Regions from separate parts of the Gossypium hirsutum genome. Here region 2 is linked to region 1. Evidence: chromatin contacts called from public Hi-C data. All regions are on one chromosome and are shown on one strand. The core of a region is the stretch at or near the end of the contact, and the rest is flanking DNA. Distances in the headings are between cores, read along the strand shown.

Evidence for each region. Hi-C and Micro-C count contacts between places; a contact is called where the count stands out from the background.
Region 2: a contact with region 1 is called in a Hi-C map of leaf, with 1.7 times the contacts expected there. The contact joins the promoter of LOC107947560 here to the enhancer-like site in region 1.

Annotation. Positions count from the first base shown.
Region 1 is chrA08:90,679,396-90,683,525 of Gossypium_hirsutum_v2.1, reverse strand. It overlaps the pseudogene LOC121205036. Among protein-coding and RNA genes, the nearest start is that of LOC107958715, 11 kb to the left of the region's middle. Within about 2 kb of position 2,080, at least 3 of the 9 cell types and tissues checked have an H3K27ac peak or open chromatin away from gene starts, as enhancers often do. A contact at or near this core is called in leaf, where this site is marked.
Region 2 is chrA08:90,755,467-90,760,161 of Gossypium_hirsutum_v2.1, reverse strand. LOC107947560 reads right to left here and starts at 1,898. Exons shown (of 3, transcript XM_016882184.2): 1 at 1,750-1,898. The coding sequence starts at 1,752.

The DNA.
Region 1 (4,130 bases), core at 831-3,330:
ACGTGGAAACCCTTTCGGGAAAAAACCACGGGCAGAGGAGAAGAAAATTCACTATGTCGAAAATTTGAATCAATACAAGAGGAATAGACTATGTCTATTTATAGGCTTGTAAAGCCATATTCTAGTAGGATTGAAACACCTTATCCTAATCAATATAAAATAGATGGAGTTTAATAGGGTTTAAAAAACCTTATTCTAAAATAAAATAAAAGAAGTCTAGTTTTATATGGATTTTACTTTTATTTTATTTTCCATCGTATTTTATTTAAATAAAAATTTGGGTCACTTAATTCTAACAGGGCCACGGACACGCAGCTCTGACTCTACCCAGATCCGACTCTGCTACAGCGGCTCGAGCTTTAAGAAAGCAGCGAGCTCAACTCGACCGGATTCGCTCCGGCGCTCAAAAAGCTCTTCGCGGATTAAGATTCATAACCAACAATGAAGCCAATGCATGGGAAGAAGTTGAAAACAATTTCAAAAAACTCGCTAAACACGGCTCTCTTTTTCGCTCCGATTTCACACAATGCATAGGTTTCTCAATTCATCATCACAAATCTTTTTTAATCCATTTTTCTCAAACTCTTAGATTAGATGATTACTTCTGTTTGTTGTTTAGGAATGAAGGACTCGAAGGAATTTGCGCAGGAGATGTTCGACGCATTGAGTAGACAAAGGAGATTAAAAGTCGAAAAAATTAGCAAAGATGAGCTTTACGAGTATTGGTCCCAAATCACTGACCAAAGTTTTGATTCTCGCCTCCAGATCTTCTTCGACATGTACGCATTATTAAACTATTAGTTTCAACTTATTTTAAATTAAATATTTCTTCTTTTAACGAACCAGTTTTGAATATCCTATGTTATAGGGTGGACAAAAATGAAGATGGTAGGATCACTGAGGCTGAAGTAAAAGAGGTAAAAATAATATGTATATTTCCAATTTTTTAATAAAATTGTATCCAACATGCAAAAAAATATTTACTTTATTAAAAAAAAACAATTAAATTGTGATGCTCATGGGTGATACTTTTAATTATTAATAAAATATTTAGTGGGATTTGCGAGGGCATTCTGGTGTGTATATAAAAGTAATTGACTTTCGCTGTGGATAATATAGATTCTGATGCTAAGTGCTTCGGCAAACTAGCTATCGAGATTGAAAGAGCAGGCGGAGGAATATGCAGCTCTGATCATGGAAGAGTTGGACCATGAAAGATTTGGATATATCGAGGTGGGTCCATTTTTAATTTATGTGGAGCACTCATATTTCCATAATATTTCTCGCTTTGATTTTTGTCCGATAGATCTTACTATTATTATTTAATAACAAAACATGTTGATTGTAGAGAAATCATACTATATTATTATTTTGCAGTGAAACTTATTTTCAAATTAGTTTCAGTATAAGACTGACCAAACTACATCCCATGATTGACCATCTCGAACTCATGGTTCTGCCAAGTGGCGGACCTTATTCATTCACGCATGCACTTACCTTTCATTCTGCATCACTGATAGCTTAAAACAGTTGATATAATCAAGAACATCCTTGCCCTTTGCGTGACTAAAAATTTTTCGATCATTTAAAAATTTCGTTTCCATAATTGCATGATTTGGTTGATCATGATCTATGGAATGATACAGCTATGGCAATTGGAGACACTTCTCTTGCAAAAGGACACCTACCAGAGCTATAGTCAAGCCCTAAGCTACACAAGCCAAGCCCTTAGCCAAAACTTACAAGGACTAACAAAGAAGAGCAGAGTCAGGAGAATGATTAAGAAACTTCTATACTATTTAGAAGAAAACTGGAAGAGGCTATGGGTGGTGTCATTATGGATTATGATTATGACAGGGCTCTTTACTTGGAAGTTCTTTCAATACAAACAGAAGAATTCTTTTCAGGTTATGGGTTACTGTCTCCTCACAGCCAAGGGGGCAGCTGAGACCCTCAAGTTTAACATGGCTCTTATCCTCTTACCCGTCTGCAGAAACACCATTACTTGGCTCAGGTCCACCAAGCTGGGTCTTTTCCTGCCTTTTGACGACAATATCAACTTTCACGAGGTATGCGAACAACATACCAACTTTTCCTTTTTCCTTTTGCTTTTCCTTTTCGTTTATGGGTCCCAGGCAGCGGCGAAACTATCCCTTAAAATAATTTTTTTATATACTTTTAAAATTTTAAATTAGTGAAAGTAAAATTATATTTTAAATTTTTAAAATTTAAAAATTTGATTTAATTTTTTATAAATTATAAAGATATAACTTATTAAAATGATAAAATTATATTTTTTATCATAAAAATTATAATTTAATTTCGGTCTCTAAAATAATGTTTGAGTTTCGCCCTTGATCCCAAGGACATGATGACATATAAAAGTCAATTAATATGAATTTACTTTTAGAATAATACGAGTTATGTCAACAACATAAAAAAAATAGCGATTAGAAGAGCTTGTTAACATCTTAATGAATAAATTCAAACTTTATCGATATAATTTCTTCTTAATAATTTGTAACTTGACTTTGGAAAAAAAAGGTGCTGGGTATTGCAGGTTCACATAGCAAAACTTGAAAATTAAACCGATCTTAAATTATTTATTGTGTGTGAAGAAATTAGAAATTGATAATTTCTATAGAAAAAAGGTCAAAACTGGCCATTGCAAATTTGTTCATCTACTATAAAATTTAATTTCGAATCAAATAAAGAAAATTATAAAGAATAGTAAGGTTAAACTTAAAAAAGACGACTTGCTTTGTTTAAAAGTGACGCGAGGAAACAAAACAAATAAGCAATTTAATCCTTATAAGGTTTTAAAAATGTTAGAATTTTTTTAACCCACTTGAGAACATTTTTAACATTTAAGTTTAATGCCATTTAAGTTTTTAGCTCTTTGCATCAAAAGTAAATATAAAAGGCTAAAATTGCAAAAGAAAATTAAATCTTTAGTATATGGATCCGGTAGTTTAACAAAAAGCTATATACGAAATTGAAACATTGTAGTTTTAATGTGTTTTCGTCCGTGACCAAAGACATTGACTTCCACAAAATCAAACTCCCAATAGCTTGACCTTATCGTAGCTGAACCTGGGCACTTCCTAGATTCACTAAAGTATCTGTAGATCACAAGTTTGCTGCTCTGGAGCATTATATCATGCAAGCTTAGTTGTTTTATGAGTAAGAACAGCCAATTTAATCCATCAGTTTCATCATTTCTACTGTGGCTCATGGAATTTTAGTTATGAAAGTTATGAGATAATCTTGATGCACATAGGAAGCAAACCTTACATTTATAGTGGATACAAGGTTTTCATGGCACTGACTTCTTTTGTATCCCTGAATTAATTAACCACAAGTTTGAAGTTATTTATGATATCTCATTGAATTTGTGCAGACAATAGCTGCAGCCATTACTATTGGAGTCATTCTCCATGCTGGTAACCATCTTGCCTGTCATTTTCCTATGCTTATCAAGTCCTCTAGTGATCACTATGATCTACTAATCAATGACTTTGGAAGTCATAAACCAACCTACTTAGACCTGGTAAAAGGGGTTGAAGGAGTGACTGGAATTTTAATGGTTATCTGCATGGCAATTGCATTTATACTGGCAACAAGATGGTTTAGGCGGAACCTGATTAAGCTGCCCAAGCCCTTTGATAGAATCACTGGTTTCAATGCTTTCTGGTACTCACATCACCTGTTTATCGTTGTCTACATCTTGCTTGTCATCCATGGCGTATTTCTTTATCTTGTGCACATATGGTACCGTAAGACGGTAAACATTTAAATCTTCTTCTTTTCTCAAATGATTGCATAAATTCGAACAACAGGATTTTATTTTATGTTTTACTGTAACTTTAATTAATTGTATTGTATTGTATTGTGTTCCTGGATGCAGACTTGGATGTACCTAGCTGTTCCAATTTTGTTGTACGCTGGAGAAAGGACACTTAGATTTTTCCGTTCTGGTTTCTATACTGTCCGGCTTTCGAAGGTAAGCATAACACTATCAACTATGATTCCGTATAGAGAAAAAGTTCCGTAATTAATTGGAACTGCTAAGAGAAACATTTAGTTAGGCCAACCAACAAGCACATTGTCAAAATTTTCCAGTGAGGCCT
Region 2 (4,695 bases), core at 649-3,148, 77 kb before region 1:
AACTTTGATCATACAATTATAGTGCTACTGAAGTGATAGAAATTTCCAAATGTTTCCAGAACCTGGACTTGTACTCAATTCTTTTTTATCAAAGGCCAAGAATAGTATCTTATTGATTCCACCGTGTTCTATTCAAGAGCAGACCTTTAGTGATATAAGCTAAAAAACTCTGTTCATAATTTGATATAAAACATTCATTTCAAAACTCAAAAACTTACTGTGAACTGTAATCAATCGTCTAAGAACATTAAGAACATCATAAATAAGAACATTAGGATTTAAAGGGTCAGCTGATCCTGAATCAAAAATTACTCCTTTTATTATCTCTTTCAGCCCCTCTCTTATCTGAAAACGCTCAATCACTGAACCGTATCTGCCAAATAATGCCAGAATTTACTTTTCCATGTGCAAAATTCCAAAATCAAAGACCTTTCGTCGTACTAAAAAAAGAAAAAGAGAAAAGGGAGGCATCGAAGTAAGAAGGGTCCTAAACTGCTACAAGAGTTAAACTACCTAAACTGCTACATTAAAGACCAATAAGAAGAATTTTCAATTTATAACAATCATGACTCATGAGATTATCAACAAGATCGAAAAATCAATCACAGCATTAACAATTACTTATAATTATCCAGAGGCAAGCTCAAAGAAAATAAGTAGCGATGAGGATATCGCACTTTATTGACAAGTGATCCAGTTGCTTCTTGTCAACTACACAGAGTACCTTTCTAATTCTACTAAAAGAAAATACAGCAGTGCCTTGTAAGACAGAGATGACAGATAACTTCATATTCTGGAATTATTCTAAGCTATATAGAAAATTGATTTAAGCTACTAGTAATTAATAATTACGTCCAAGAATCATAACGCAATCAAAAACATGATAATCAATTCAATGAATAACATGATACAATAAACAAAGTAATAAAAAACAGCCGATTAAAAAAAAACCCAAATCAAAAAATTAGCACGGAATAAAAAAGAAAAAAAAACCCCACATTAGAAAATAATAAGAAGAACCAACAAATAGAATATCAAAACATCAATTCAATGAATTAATAAAGAAAACCCATATCAGAAAATGAAGAAAAATTGAAAGACAGTACTGAAAATCAAGTCATCTACAAGGATCCTTTCAAAAAACCCAGTCCAAAAAGACTTACCAGAGGGGAAAAAAAAGCTCAAAGACGCCATTTAGGCAACACTGAGAAGACTATGAGAAGAACAAAAGCATAGACACAAAGAGAGAATAATGGATGAATAAAGATAATAATTGGAGAAAAATGGGAAGAGGGTGGCTGCTTTAGCTTGCTTCCCCTGTTGATGATTTTGAAGATATGAGACGAACTAAGAAAAAAGAGGAGAGATAATAAGAAGATGAAGAATGGAAGAAGGAGAAGGAGTTTTACCTGGACGAAGAAGGAGATGGAAAAAAAATCCGCAAGACATTTTCCCTAAAATGACTGAGATTTTACCCGTCTCTAGAAAAATATTTTACATTTGTAAAATGTTTTCATGCTTCCAGACACCGTAAAATCAAGAAAACATTTTCCGGAAAATGTTTTCCGCACATCTCACCTTAAACTTGAACATGTAAAAAAGACGAATTCTACAAGCAAGGCGGAACCTTTCAAGGCCTATATTGAAGAGACATTTTCGTTTTCAATATCATTTGCTTTTGGATCTCCGTGGATGGCGAGACCCTGGCAATAATACTAGTTGGCTAAATTTTCATCATTAATATCTTACCATTTTCTCTTGGCTCGAGGTTCAGGTTTCACTTTACATTAACGTATGTCAGACTTGTTGATTTGATCCAACCAAAGACTGGCGAATGTGGTCCCCGAATCAGGTATGGAAAGAAAAAAAAAACACCATTTGCAAGGCTAAAAATGAAGAGTGTACGAAAATTTATAGATTTTACTAAAATTTTTAATTTATACCGATTCTAATTGCTTAACACAATGCATTTCTGCATTTTTATTGGAAAATAAGTGGATTAATTTTTATATATTTTAAAACATATAAATTAATATTTTAATTAAATTTTATCTATTAAATAATAATATGATGATGTTGAAAATATTTTTTATAGGTAAATTATAAAAATAATTAATTAATTATGTCTTTCATTTTTTTATTACAAATTATTAATTTTTTAATCTAATCACTAAATTTTTTGAAATTAAATATTTTAATTAAAATGTTTATTAAGTTTTTTTATTAGTTTAGTCATAAAATTAGTCCTTTAATGTTTACATATTCTATTAATTTGATACTAAATATAAAAAAGTTAACAAATTTAGTCCTTAGTGTTTAAAAAATTTGTAATTTTAGTTAATTTAAAAAATCAATAAAATTGACCCTCAACATTTACAAAATTTATCAATTTAGTCCTAACTTTAAAATTTAAAAATATATTATAAAAAAAGTTAAGTTTTAGCCATTTATTTTCTTTTTGGATCTTAGATATTGTTTATGTTTTATGCAATTCACTACACCAAAACAGACTTTTAGCGGCGTTTTTAGCGGCGTTTTAAAAGAAAATGCCGGAAAAAATCAAATAGATGGAGTTTTAGCGGCGTTTTTAAAAAAACGCTGCAATAGATCGAGCTTTAGCGGCGTTTTTGAAAAAGCGCCGCTAAAAGTTTAAGCAAGACGACGTCGTTTTACATGAGCTTCATTGGCAGTAGCGGCGTTTTCCCAAAAACGCCGTAACAGATCAAACTTTAGTGGCGTTTTTGGAAAAATGCCGCTAAAATGTTAAACAAAACGACGTCGTTTTATATGAGCTTCAATGACATTAGCGGCGCTTTCCTAAAAACGCCGCAATAGCTCGCACTTTAGAGGCATTTCTATAAAAAAAACGCCGCTATAGGTCACATAATTAGCGGCGTTTTTTTGTAAACGCCGCTAATAGATTAAGGCAAACGACATCGTTTTAAATTAGCTTCAATGACATTAGCGGCGCTTTACTTAAAACGCCGCAATATATCAATCTTTAACAGCGTTTTTACAAAAACGCCGCTAAAACATTAAGCAGACCAACGTCGTTTTGTTTGAACTTCAATGGCATTAGCGGCATTTCTCGAAAAACGCCGCTAGAGTTTATGGGGCAGATACATTTTCTTTCTTTAACAAAGTAAAACACAACAAAATCATTACATTTTTGAGTTCTTTATTACTTAATATTAGGTGTTTATGGGTGCTAAATATAATATTTGTTTAAATATAATATCATATATTTTATATTTGTTTGAATTTATTTTTAGTGGGGCTTAAAATATAGGTTTAACATTTTGTTAAAGCCCACTAATACTTGCAAATGATTAACCTAAGTCTATTTTAAGTCCAATCATATTATATTTTTAATTTTTGTAAAATTATGTCATTTTAATTTAACATTTTTTATTTATTTAATTTCTTTATATAGTTATCTTAATATTATTTTAATGTTTATATTAGACTACTATATATTATACATTTAGTATAATTTTTTTTTATAAATTATAAAATTACATAGTATATATATAAAATATTATGAAGTTGAAAACGGATTAGACCAAACTCAGGTATTAAATGTTTCAGTCTAACTTATTTTTTAAATGAATTTAAAATTTTCTATTTAAACTGATTTTTAAATTTAATATTTTTATAGGTTTAAGGGTTATGATTTAGGGTTGATGATTTATGTTTTATGATTTAGGGTTTGAGGTTTATAATTTAAAAGGTTATGAGTTTAGGGTTTAAGAGTTAGTGGTTAGTGGTTAGGATTAAGGGATATATATGGGTTTAAGATTTATGGGTTAGGTGTTAGGGGTTTATATGGGTTAAGAGGATAGAGGATAGGGGTTTAGTGTTTTAAAGTTTATTTTTAGGGTTTATTATTTATGGTCTAAGATATTAGTGTTTAGCGATATTAGGGTTTAAGGGTTAAGGTTTAGGGGTTAGGAGTTTAAGGGTTAAGGGTTAATGGTTTATGAATTATGAATTATGTTTCGTGGTTTATGGTTTAAGGGATAGATGTTGGGGTTAGGGGTTATGGTTTATGATTTATACTTTAAGGGTTAATTAGGGTTTATGGTCTATGATTTGGGGTTTAGAGTTTATAGTTTAGGGTTTATCGTATAGGGTCAGGGTCTTAGCACTGTTTAAGGATTTAGGGGTAATGTTGTTAGGGTTTAATGTTATGGTTTTAGCTGGTAAGCAATAAGATTTTATTTTTAGCGTTTTAGGATTTTAGGGTTATATTTAGTGTTTAGGGGTTAGTAGGTTTAAGAGTATACATATTTAATATTTAAGGGGTATACTGGGTTAGGGAAATTTAGGGTTTTAGGGTTTAGGGATTGTGTTTTGTGGTTTATGGTATGTGATTTATGGGTTAGGGTTTGAGATTTGGGATTTAGAGTTTAGGGTTTAGTGTTTAATTTTGGAATTAAAAACTTAAAAAGTTAAAATTTAATATTTTAGTTACAAAGTTAAATAAAAAATATAAAAAATGATAGTCTCAGCAGGAAAATTTGAAATAAAAAAGCATAAAAAATATATGTTAAAAATGAAAAAAAATTAAAATTGTGAATTAGTGGCGTTTTTTCAAAAACGCCATAAAAAATGAGCTATAGTGGCGTTTATAATAAAAAACGCCACTAAACGTTGACCTATACCGGCATTTTAAATAAAAACGCCGCAAATATT